Linked DNA regions of Mus musculus: all the other regions are linked to region 4. Evidence: chromatin contacts called from public ChIA-PET and HiChIP or PLAC-seq data. All regions are on one chromosome and are shown on one strand. The core of a region is the stretch at or near the end of the contact, and the rest is flanking DNA. Distances in the headings are between cores, read along the strand shown. Region 1 overlaps Galm (galactose mutarotase). Region 2 has its middle 21 kb from the start of Sos1. Region 3 overlaps Cdkl4 (cyclin-dependent kinase-like 4). Region 4 overlaps Arhgef33 (Rho guanine nucleotide exchange factor (GEF) 33).

Region 1 (2,802 bases), core at 30-2,529, 150 kb after region 4:
AACATTTACTATCCTGTGGTCTAACTACCAGACTATAGCAAGCTTTCCACCTCTGCCAAAGGTGCGTTCCAAAAGGGCAGGAGCAGTTTCCTGTCCTCCATAGTCCCTGACCTGAGCTAGAACCTTTGCTTGGTGGAAAAGCTGATCTGCTTGAAACCAAGGCTGGAAAACGGGAGCCACTATGAAGGTGGCAGTGGTCTGTGACAAAGAACGAAAAGTCCAGATGGAGCAGGGCGTGGTGGCACACGCCTTTAATCCCAGCACTCAGGAGGCAGAGGCAGGCGGATTTCTGAGTTCGAGGCCAGCCTGGTCTAAAAGTGAGTTCCAGGACAGCCAGGGCTACACAGAGAAATCCTGTCTCGAAAAACCAAAAAAAAAAAAAGAAAGAAAGAAAAGTCCAGATGGCTTACGCGAGTGGTCTGAAGCAGACCCCTCGCTTCACAGAGACACTGGCCCAGGTGCAAAAGGAACTTGCCTGAAGTGATAATATCTCCAGATCTCAAAGCCTTCCAAAGTCAAAGACGGCCCTTTCTGGCGCACTATGATCTGTCTGTCTGCCGTGGGGACAGCACCTTCCACCCTCACCCCCCAAGTCCTCTTGGTTTTTCTAAGACTCTGGAAAATGAACGAGTTCTTTTACCTTTGGTTAATCTGCATATGTGAGTTTCTGCTTTGGGCTAAGAATAGAAAGGAAATGTCAATCATGCTTTGAGCAAAGCTGAATGCACAGAAAATGAAAATGAAATGGAAATTGTGTCCACAGACAGGATGCTACATCATGGTTCTAATATGAAAGCCACCAGACCCATCCGTCCCATCTGTCCATCCGTCCGTCCATCAGTCTGTCCATTCTATCTTGTGTGCTTTCTGAAGAGGCTCTATATCCTCCCGATATGGCTGGGTGTGTGTTAAAACCTAAAGCCTGGCAGCTGGTGACCTCTGACCCAAAGACGTGGCGGCTCAGCTCAAGGGCACAGGAGTGATTTGACTGATCCGGCTTCCTCATTCCAGCAAAGCCTGAGGACACACAGCAGTAAGGATCCCTCATGTGCTGTTCTTGTGGCTACAGGGTAGCAGCTGTGGTGAGTATAGACTGGTTTGAACAGCTTAGGACTTGCTGGCAAACTAAAGAGGAGAGAGAAAGACAAGAAAGTTGAGAACATGTGCGAAGGGACGCTTTTCAGTGATGAACTCCTGACCTACGCTGAGGAAGGGTAGGGGAGGAAGCGAGGTCATGAGTGGGTGGGTGACAGCGAACGGAACTAAAGGGTGGAAGGATCAAAGGGCCACGGGTTCTTGTGGTGCTGAAGAGTGGTGGGCTCTCAGAGACAGACATCCTGAAGAGTGGTCAGAGGGCTGCCTTGGGAGGAAACCAGTCAGACCCAAGACAATCACAGTGAGCAGGTGAGAGGACAAGACGGGGGTGGGGCAGGATACCGCCAGTGAACCGCGATGGATGGTGACGGGAATGGTGTTGGAGTGATTGCCATCCAGACGTGAGGGCAGGACAGGAGAAAGGGCATGTGGACAGGGGTCAACAGAATGCTCACGAGCACGCCACTCTAGCTGCAGCAGCTGAACCCTACTCCTCGGGATTTGCAAGAAGAGGATCTGATCACTGAAGACAGAACCCATCACCAGAGTCAGCCTCCCTCTTTGTAATCGTTGACAGACTGATAATTATTCACTCTCTGAAAGTAAAGAGAAAGCTCAGAGCTCTTCTGCAACCCACCAGCCTTTGTCTTCTCTCATCTCCTTGAGGGTTTCACACTCAGGTCTTATGATAAGGGATGTGGCCTTTCTTCATGTCTGTGGCAGACTGAACCCTGGTCTACTCCCGTCCCTTGTGTGCCCTTGCTGACATGACACTGACACCCCCTCACTGACAGCTGGCATCTCTTCCTCTTTGAGCTTACATGCACCTTGATAACCACCTCAATAGAGCTGCTGGGGTGTGACTCCTGAGACACCGGTATGAGATATAAAATGGCTTCAGCCTAGGCTGCTCTCAAGACATGAGCTCTTGAAGCCCAGCCACCATACAATTAGGAAGATCAAGTCACAAGGCTGTGTGTGTGTGTGTGTGTGTGTGTGTGTGTGTGTGTGTGTGTGGTGTGCAGTTACGGTGACAGCCTCAACTGAGCTCCCAACCAAAAACCGACACCAACAGCCAAACACTGAAGAAACATCTTTAGATGTTTATGTGCCAGTCCTGATCTTTGCTGGAGGCCCAAGAGAATGACTTGTCTGTAAAGAAAATGTCTTATAAGCATTGCCTGCCAATAAAAAAGCTGATGGCCAATGAGCTGAGGCAGGAAATAGGAGGTGGGACCCTGGCAGGAGGAGAGAGAAAATAAAAGGAGATGCAGAAAGAAGAGAGAGGGACTGAAGAGATGGACATAAACCAGAAGGTAAATGAACTCAGGGAGATGCTGAGAGAGAGGAGGAGGCCAGGACTGAAGAGAGGTAACTAACCATGTGGTACACAGGAAAATTTGAATGGGTTAAGTAAGTTATGAGCTAGTCAGAGAATGAGCCAAAGCTTATGGCCTAGCCATTAAATAATAAATAATTAGTCTCAGAGTCGTCATTCTGGGAGCAAGACTGGGAAGAAAAACCAGAATTTGTTTTTAACATTCGTCCTAACAGAAACAGACAATAAATGACTGTGTTGGGATGGTTTGTTATGTAGCAATAGCTCCAGTAATCGCTCCAGGATGTTTTTTGTCTCTCAGCACTGACTGACAAGTCTCTGTGGAGGCCTCTCTCCCTCCATCTTCCCCTCTGTACACTGTTTTTAAG
Region 2 (2,850 bases), core at 93-2,592, 180 kb before region 4:
GCGGTGCGTACCTGCAAACCAAGCATTTGGGAGACTGAGGCAGGAGCCACTGTGAGCTACCCAGTGACATCAAGGCTATCCTGGGCTATATGATGAGCTCCCATCTCAAACAAGACAAAATAAAACAAAACCCCAAGACAAAAACAGCTAAAAGCTGCTTAAATGGAAGTCAGCACGGTGTGCATGGGTAGAATTACACAGCATGCATGCAGAGGGCCAAGGCAGGAAGACTGAGTTTGGAGTTGAGTCTGTGCTATATAGTGTGAGATCCATACCCAATAAAATTGCTCGATGGGCATTTGGTTTGGTTTGGTTTGTTTGTCTTTTACCACAATTTTAAAAGGGGGAAAAAAAGGTATTTTGATGATTTTGTAATCCCAGCATTCACTTGGGGAATTAAAGCAAGTTCAAAGTTGTCATGGATTTCAGAGTGACACCTTGTCTCAACACACACACACACACACACACACACACACACACACACACACCAAACAAAAAGCCCCACAGAACAAACCAAAATTTTAACAATAAAAATTTAAAGGCAAGAAAAAGAGGAGCTGTTGGTGCATACAGCCACATAGGTGAATTTGAAGTGTTGTAGAAATCAGGTTGAATGAAAGTTCCAAACACAAAGGTCTGTGTAAGTTCACTTAATGTAAATGTAAATATGTAAACTATAGTTAAATATAATTATAGGCAGCTGTTGGTTTAGACTGCCTGTCCCAGACCCCACTAATGTGGAATTGGAGCTGAAGTTCCACTCACCAAACCCAAATTAATTTGCTAGACTTTCCCAGAAATCAGAAGGAAGAAATAATATTCAAATCCCCCCAAGCAGGCCAGTTTCAGCACCGTAAGGAAGTGTCCTCTGAGCTAACCCTATGAGGAAGGTAACTTCTCAATGCCCAGTCCCTCTGTTTCTATTTCTACTTTCTTCAGCCCCTTTTCTGCCTATAGAGAAACCACTTCCTCTGCTCAGCACATTGCAAGATACTTTAGTTTGTTTATTCATTTATTATGTGTATGTGTGTGTGCACATACACATACAGGAACTGGTGTGCACTGAATACGTGCCACTGAATTTGAGGTTGTGAGCTGTTTGATGTGGGTCTTGGGAACTCATCCTGGCTCCTCTGCAAGAACAGTAAGGCCTCTGGATTGTTGAGCTATCTCTCCATCCCCCCTTAGAAAGACTGTCTGTCTGTCTGTTCATGTTCTCCTCTCTCTCCCTCTCCCTCGCTCCCTCCCCCTCCCCTCCCCCTCTCTCCTTTCAAACTCCTAACCCTCCCCACTTGCTCCCCAGGGCTTAGATAAGAGGTTTGCACTAGCACAGCTGGCTTGGAACATCTTTTGCAACTTTGTTTCCTTTTTCCAATGGGCTAGTGAGAAGAGAAAGACAGCTACTAGGAAACCTAATGTTTTAGGTTTCTTTTCTTAGTCTTGAGACAGAGGCTAATGTAACCTCCTCTGGCTTGGAACTCTTTGAGTAGCTGTGGGGCGACCTTGAACTTCTGGTCTTCCTCCCTCCACCTCTCTAGTCCTTGGATTAAAGTCAGGCCACACCACATTCAGTTCATTTGGTGCTAGAGATCAAACCCAAGGGATTTCTGTCTGCTGGGTCAGGGACTACTAACGAAACCACCTCCTCGGCCTGTCACTTTGACACTCTCAACCTTACACTGATAGAAATCAGAGTGGTGGTTTCTGGGAGCTGTGCTGGGGTGAGTAAGATTAATTGGAAATGAGTACAAAGGAACACGCTAAGTGAGAAAAAATACTTTCTATCTTGCTTGGAGAGGTGACTATACACAGTGTTATATACACTGTCAAAGGCCCTAGGATTAGACAGTAAGTATCTAAGCCTTATTTTAAGGTGTCAACTGAAAGTCATGACAATCTAAAGAAAATGAGATAATTTAAAATTGAGTGTCTGAGTGTTGTAAGCATGTGTGGTAAACGTGAAGATGTCAGTATCTGTCTGTGTACACGAAAGTGTGTGCCCACAGGGAGGCTGGTTACCTCCCCCTCCCCCATCATTTTCTTCTGCCCCCTCCCCTGCCAGCACTGAGGCCATAAATGTGAGACCAGGTCTGACCAGGTCTGACTTGTCACATGGATGCTGGGTCCATATAACTCAGGTTCTCATGGTTTCATAGAGAGCACCAAGCTTTCGCCATCCAGTTTTTTAAATGTGTTATTGAAGTTGAAGTTAAATAAAAATTTGGCTGGGCCTGGAGAGATGGCTCAACAGCTGGGAGCACTGACCACTCTTCTAGAAGGACCAAGGTTTCATCCCCAGCACCCACAACTGCCTGCGACTCTAGTTACAGACCCTCAGTCAGATGGAGGCAAAACATCAATGTGCATAAAATAAGATAAATAAGTAATGTGTTTTTACAGTTCCACATGGGAGGTTTACTGTGTGTGCGTGAGTGGGGGGAGGGGGGGTAAGTAATTTTTAAAGATTTTTTTTTCCTTCAGAAACATGTTTGAACAATCCTATTAAGAAAAATTGGCCAAGTATGGTGGTGGCCTATATCTGTAATGGAGGCTGAGGCAGGAGGATTTTCCTGGTTTACAGCACATGTCCTGGCACATAGAGTGTGCCAGATCCCGGTCTCAGAAATGCTAAGATAACAGTGCACTTTTAAAACAAAGATGTGAGACAAAAGAAACTCATACCAGAACGGCAGGGTGTGGCTCCCACCCGCAGCACTCAGCAAGTTTGAGGGCCGAGGCAGGCCTCTCTTCATGAACTCAAGGCCAGCCTGGGCTACTGTGTGAGACCCTGTCTCACCCCAAAATAAAAACCAAGACTATGGAATTCAAGGAACTGAAGGAATGTCTCAA
Region 3 (2,700 bases), core at 182-2,681, 200 kb before region 4:
AGGTTTTGATTGAATTATATTAAACATATAATATGGATTTTAAAAATTTAAGATGTTTAAGAAAGCTATATAAAGATTAAACATTTTTGTGGCTGTATATTTGTGTATATACCTTGGTTGTTCTTTAAATTATTTTAATAAAAGCCAGAAACATTTCTGTCTCCTAACTTTTATTCAAATCAATGATTAGTCTATTACCTAATGCTTCATACTTAACTGAGAAAACTGTCCCCTCTCTTTGTGATTTCCACCTTGTGTTTCCAACAGGTTGCAATATCTGAACAGCTGACTCAGCAAACTGCTCTCGAGGGGATTTTTACAAATGGGAAACTAGCAAAAGCTCTCCCAGGCTGACCAGCCAGACACTTAGTTCTGAGAACATCTTGACAACTTTAGCTTTAGTAGCTTCGCAACTTTGGCTGCAAGAGTCTTTCTATTTTATTTAACAGCATATTTCTCTGCCCCGGTATAGTCCTACAGAATGTAGCATGGTTGTGCATCTTTAGTTTCAGCTTGCAGAGTGCTTTGTGTGGGCTTACAAAGAAGAAACAAACTCAAGACCAAATACAGAGCAGCTATCAAAGAGAGAAGCATTTGTGGTGAGTGAGGTAGTGTCAAAGCTGCCTCATTTCTTTTCTCTCAAATTAATCTCTCTGCTTTCTGTGTATGAATGACTGTGTGTGTATGTGTGTTCATGTGAGTGTGTGCATATATATGCATGTGTGTACATATGTGTGTGCATATAAGTATGTGTGCATGTGAATGTGTGTGCATGTGTGTTTGTGTGTGTGTATTTGTGCATGTGTGTGTGTGCACACATATTTGTGTGTAGTGTATACATGCACATACCTGTTTGTGTGATATTCACCCAGTGGGGGCATGTGGAAGTTAGAGATGAGAGATATTTCTCAATCCTTTCTCTACATTATTCTTAAACATTTATCTATTCATCTGTACATCCATCCATCCATCTATCTATCTATTCTTTGCCATCAAGAAGTGGTGGCCCCTTTATCCCATCTCACATCCAACCAGGATGAAGCCCTGACTTCAAACCCCAGTACTGGAAAAAAAAGAAGAGTATTATATGAAACAAAAAGACAATTGTGTTAATATGCTTTGTAATCTAAGAAGCTATATAAGTATTAATTATTCTCAGCACCCTCTAAGACTTAAAATTTTCTTTAACTACACTTGTTTCTTTAATATATGGGGAGAGGCATGCATGCTCAGGTGTGTATGCGGAGGTCAAAGGTTAACTTAGAACCTTAGCACAAAGGTGGAAGGGTGTGAAGGAAGATTTGGGGGGAAGGGGAGAGAAGCAGCAACAGCTAGCTTACCACTAGAAACAAGTCCGTGCTGGTTACCTGCGTTGAAGTCACTGTCTGGGATCGCTACCATCCTCCCTCCACTTCAGAGTAGAAGCCGCTTTCCCACTTCTACATAGTTTGCGGGGCAGCTCAGGCACACATCCGGGCACCATAGAGTCTCAGGTCTCTCCACTGCAATTCAGCGGATTGTGTTTTGATTTTTGTTGTCTGTCCTTTGCTGCTGCTGCTGCTGCTGCTGCTTTGTTTTGAGACGGGCTCTCTGGTTGCCCAGTCTTGAGTTTGCTCTGTAGACAAGGCTGGCCTAAACTCCTAATCCTCTGGCCTCCACCCCTAATCCTCCAGTGCTGGGATTGAAGGTATTCATCACCCCACCAGCTCTTTTGAACTCTTTGTGGCTTGAAGTTGAGCAAACCCAAAACTAATTATGACCTACTAAATGGCTAGCCTAAAAGAATTTTTTAAAAAAATTGTCCCAGCATTCTGCTTTAAATATGCTACATGAAAGTCTATCTCAAGAAAGAAAAAAAGTGGGGGTTGGGGAGAAAAGAAGAAAGGAAAGAAGAGAAGAGAAAAAAAAAAGAAGAAGGAAGGAAGAAGGAGAAAGATGAAAGGAAAGGTTTAAAAATGTGTAGAAAACAACAAAGCAAACCACCCAGCCAGAGCTAACTGCAAAACCACCGCGCAGCTCCTAGATAGCTTTTGTTTTCTCAAAAATGAAAGTTAAAGTTTTTTTTTTTCTTTTGTAAAAGCAACCATTTGAAGAACAGGAAACCCCTGGATTCACAGGGGTGACAACTAACTACTCTGTATATATTTTTTCCAAATATTTTCTCACAATCTCTCTCAAGAAATTATCAAATTAAATGTTTAATGAGTGTTTTGTCTAATCATCCTTTAATAGTGTTTTGCAGCTGGATTGAGTATTTTACAAATTTTCTATGATGAGTGTTAAAAATAGCACTGGCTTTTCTTCTTCCATAAATAATATTATTCGTGGGCAATCTGAAAAGTATAGATAAACCCAAATTAAAAAAAAAAAAAAAAGAAAGAAAGAAAAGAAAAGGAAGGACCAAAGAAAACCAATGTAACAAAGAAGAAAGTCTCACTCATGACTTCCAGAACTAGAGAGAATAATGGCTGTTTATATTCTACACATGAACATTTTAATCTGTTTGTACAGACACCTGTGTTTCACAGAAATAAAATTACACTGGCCATAGCACCTTAGCTATACCTCTTGTCACTTTGTAATACTGTGAATATTTAAATCTATTACATAATGGCAGCTAGAGAGACTGCTTAGTGGGTAAGAGTATTTGTTGCTCTTGCAGAGGGCTTGTATTCGTTTCCCTACCACCCACATATTGTC
Region 4 (3,030 bases), core at 319-2,818:
AGAACAAATATCTGTGGGAAGGACCAAAAGGAGGGTAAGCCAGGTTCGGGGTCACACGCCTGCAATCTCAACCCTCTGGAGGCTGAAGCAGAAGGCTTTTTGAGTTCAAGGTCAGCTCAGGCAACATCACAACACTCTGAGAAGAGGAGGGGAGGGGAAGGGAAGTGAGAGGAAAGGAGGGGAGTATGGGGGGGGGGAGAAAAGGACGGTCCGTTATCGATCCTTTCAAATAAAGTCCAAATAATATCCTAGGAAAGTCTTAGAGATAGCAATGACTTGTATATAATCTCCTGCAAGTAAGATGTAATATGTAAACCACTGAGGTCGTTTTAGGATTCTGATATTAAATCTACTCTAAGATGATGAATTCTCACGTATCTTAAATAAAATACCATAAACAACGGATAGTACTGTGACAAATATAATTTGCTCTAGAATATCTTTATAAGTCTGTTCATATAACTCTGTAATCAACATAATAAAAGGAAGCAAGAAGTATAATGTGACCCCTGGAAGTCACCTAATGAGAGAAAACAAATCTCACAGTGTGTAAGTACACGGGGTTTAAACAACGCTGTCATGAGGGCTGAAGAGATGGGTTAGCACTGGCTGGCTGCTTTCAGAGGACCCAGGTTCAATTCCCAGCACCCACGTGGTAGCTCAAGTCACATGTAACTCGAGGCCCAGGTAATCTGACTCCTTTCCTGGCTTCTGTGGGCGTCAGGCGCAGAGTGAGTTACATAGACATGCATGCAGGCAAAGCACTCATACATGGGAATTTTCTAAATGCATAAATGAAGGCATCTCAAAGATAATGTGTTTTTTACGCCTATGTCAAAACTGAATCACCAAATATATAGCTAGCTTTGACTACACATCGGGCTCCTCAGGTGAGAGCACTCAACCTCCTCCCCGCTCCAACCACACTCCCCAAAGGGCCTCAGGTGCTCTCAAAAAAAAAAAAATCTGAGAAAGCAATGTGAATTTTCACCCAGCAGACTATGAGAAACATGGTATTTACTACAGATGCCATTCAAAATAATGATTAGAAGAGTCATTCAGGGGTCAAGTGCGGGTCCTGGGTTTGTTTCCCAATACCAAAACTTAGTGGATAGACTGGCGAGGAAAACAAAACTATTTTATTCTATCAGCAGCGCAAAGTTCCCCTAAGAGAAAGCCTGCACCCAGCAACGGGCTTGAAGAACCAAGAGTCAGCAGGACTCCTAGACAACTCTCACTTTCCAAACCAACTCTGGTTCCCCACCACAGCCCTGGTGTGTCCAGAGCCAGCGGGAATCTAGAGAAAGCACTCAGAGCGGACCATTCCTTAGCTCAGGAGCACAGATCTTCCTTATATCAGAATGTGAACGGCCATTGGTCCTCCGAGCTACTCCATTGCCACGTTATTATCTTGCTTACTTGGGATTGGGTAATTTGGCTGAGTTGATGTGTCAAGACCTGGCAGGAAGAGAAGCGTGACGGCCTGCTCTCTCACGGCCAGTGCCTGCTCTGAGGTGAATGAGTACATGTTTAAGCCTCGTGTGAGATAACACAACTCATCAAAACTCAGGCCCTTCTTCCGGGGGCCCCTCTGTCTCTTGTTGTTGCTTGGTATACCTGAGTGTGTCAGAGTGGCTTTTGATAGCCTGGGTATTTCCTGAGCTGTGGTTCTGGCAGGAAGGTTCTGTGGCTCTTTCTACCCTGACTAGATTTTTTTCTGTCTCTGTCTCTCAAACATGTTGCCCAGCTGGACTCAGCTAAGGAGAAGCCTCTCAGGGGCTCTCAGTGAGAGGGAAAGCTCATGCCTTTCCTTCCAGCCCATGGGAGATCTCTGTGAGTTCAAGGCCAACCTGATCTATATAGTACGTTCCAGACCAGCCAGGGCTACATAGTGGGACTCTGTTACAAACAAACAAACCATCAATTTAAATAAAAAACAAAGTGACATCGCACCTGGTAAGGCCACCTGCAAGTGAAGAAGAACAACTAAAGACCCTTAGAGATATTCAGAGGGACAGTCCTGGCCTCCAGAGAAAGTTTCCTCCAGCCAGGAAAAGCCTGTTTGCAGAGACAGGGGTGGAGATCAATTGGGGGAAACTAAGTAGTCAGTCAGTCGTCCTGGGGAATTACCCCATCTGCTGAAGCAGAGAAATTTCAGGTCTCGCAAGTCCCAAATGAGGTGGCTGAGTCCATGCACTTTGTAAAATAGCTCATCAGCCACCAGGGCCTATTCTAGGTGAGAGGGGAAAGCAGGTTATTGCTGCCTCTCCTGGGAGAAGGTTTTTCATCATTCCGATAAAACGGCATCCAATTTGGATCTGCCTTTGGCACTTTGGGGGCTGCTAGGAAAACAGTAAAATGCAGTCTTCAGAGTGATTGTACCTTCCCACCATTGCCCAAGTGAGCAGACTCCAGAAGCTGGGAATCAGAGACAAAGTTTGGAAAATCTCTAACTTCAGAAACACATGGGTCATAGTCAGTGTACCCTGAGGGCCAGTGATACCCTGTGGCCACTAATACTGTTACCTCATCCCTCAGAGTCCTCATCTACAAGTCATGTGCAGCTCACCTAAAGACCTCAGTCCTTACAGGTCCCTGCCTGAACCCCCAGCCTCAGGCAACTCAAGTCCTGCTCACCCCCAAAGGGCAGCTATCCCCCATGGCCTCCAGGAAGTGGATGGTGCAGATTTTTGTTTGTTTTGTGAAGCCGGATCTCTAGTAGCCCAAGCTTTCTGTGCGGTGGAGGATGGCACTGGGCTGAACCGGTGATCCCCCTGCCTCTGCTTCCTAAGTGCTGGGATTATAGGAGTACACCTCCACCTTTCTTTTTATGCAGTGCCGGGGTTAAGTGCACGCTTGACAAGCCCGCTACCAGCTCTACCCTAACCCTGCCTCGTGGTTAACTGTCACCTCTCCTTACTAACTCATCATTCTTAGAACCCAGTGGCACAGACTTAAATATAAAACAGTCCTTATCTTAGACAGGCTCAGCTAACCTTGGCTAAGCTCCAACTTGTTACATAGCCATGG

Evidence for each region. ChIA-PET counts read pairs in DNA pulled down with a chosen protein or histone mark. HiChIP or PLAC-seq counts read pairs in DNA pulled down with a chosen protein or histone mark.
Region 1: a contact with region 4 is called in a BATF HiChIP or PLAC-seq map of CD8 T cells, with 5 read pairs. The contact joins two enhancer-like sites. A contact is called at or near these places in 2 of 484 Hi-C or Micro-C datasets (the Ba/F3 cell line and embryonic stem cells) and 1 of 115 datasets of contacts at active chromatin or transcription factors (CD8 T cells).
Region 2: a contact with region 4 is called in an RNA polymerase II ChIA-PET map of memory CD8 T cells, with 5 read pairs. The contact joins two enhancer-like sites. A contact is called at or near these places in 1 of 484 Hi-C or Micro-C datasets (nephron progenitors) and 3 of 115 datasets of contacts at active chromatin or transcription factors (embryonic stem cells and memory CD8 T cells).
Region 3: an RNA polymerase II ChIA-PET map of memory CD8 T cells shows a contact between it and region 4, with 6 read pairs. The contact joins two enhancer-like sites. A contact is called at or near these places in 2 of 484 Hi-C or Micro-C datasets (nephron progenitors and pancreatic cancer cells) and 1 of 115 datasets of contacts at active chromatin or transcription factors (memory CD8 T cells).

What each region holds. Positions count from the first base shown.
Region 1 is chr17:80,173,393-80,176,194 of GRCm38.p6, reverse strand. All of the region lies in intron 4 of Galm (galactose mutarotase), which reads right to left. Among named protein-coding and RNA genes, the nearest start is that of Gm51284, 20 kb to the left of the region's middle. Within about 2 kb of position 1,279, at least 84 of the 459 cell types and tissues checked have an H3K27ac peak or open chromatin away from gene starts, as enhancers often do. A contact at or near this core is called in CD8 T cells, where this site is marked.
Region 2 is chr17:80,500,088-80,502,937 of GRCm38.p6, reverse strand. No RefSeq gene overlaps it. Among named protein-coding and RNA genes, the nearest start is that of Sos1, 21 kb to the right of the region's middle. Within about 2 kb of position 1,342, at least 60 of the 459 cell types and tissues checked have an H3K27ac peak or open chromatin away from gene starts, as enhancers often do. A contact at or near this core is called in memory CD8 T cells, where this site is marked.
Region 3 is chr17:80,521,017-80,523,716 of GRCm38.p6, reverse strand. It overlaps Cdkl4 (cyclin-dependent kinase-like 4), which reads left to right. Exons shown (of 10, transcript NM_001360143.1): 10 at 1-167. Among named protein-coding and RNA genes, the nearest start is that of Sos1, 42 kb to the right of the region's middle. Within about 2 kb of position 1,431, at least 29 of the 459 cell types and tissues checked have an H3K27ac peak or open chromatin away from gene starts, as enhancers often do. A contact at or near this core is called in memory CD8 T cells, where this site is marked.
Region 4 is chr17:80,322,354-80,325,383 of GRCm38.p6, reverse strand. The region is part of intron 1 of Arhgef33 (Rho guanine nucleotide exchange factor (GEF) 33); the gene reads right to left. Among named protein-coding and RNA genes, the nearest start is that of Arhgef33, 16 kb to the right of the region's middle. Within about 2 kb of position 1,568, at least 39 of the 459 cell types and tissues checked have an H3K27ac peak or open chromatin away from gene starts, as enhancers often do. A contact at or near this core is called in CD8 T cells and memory CD8 T cells, where this site is marked.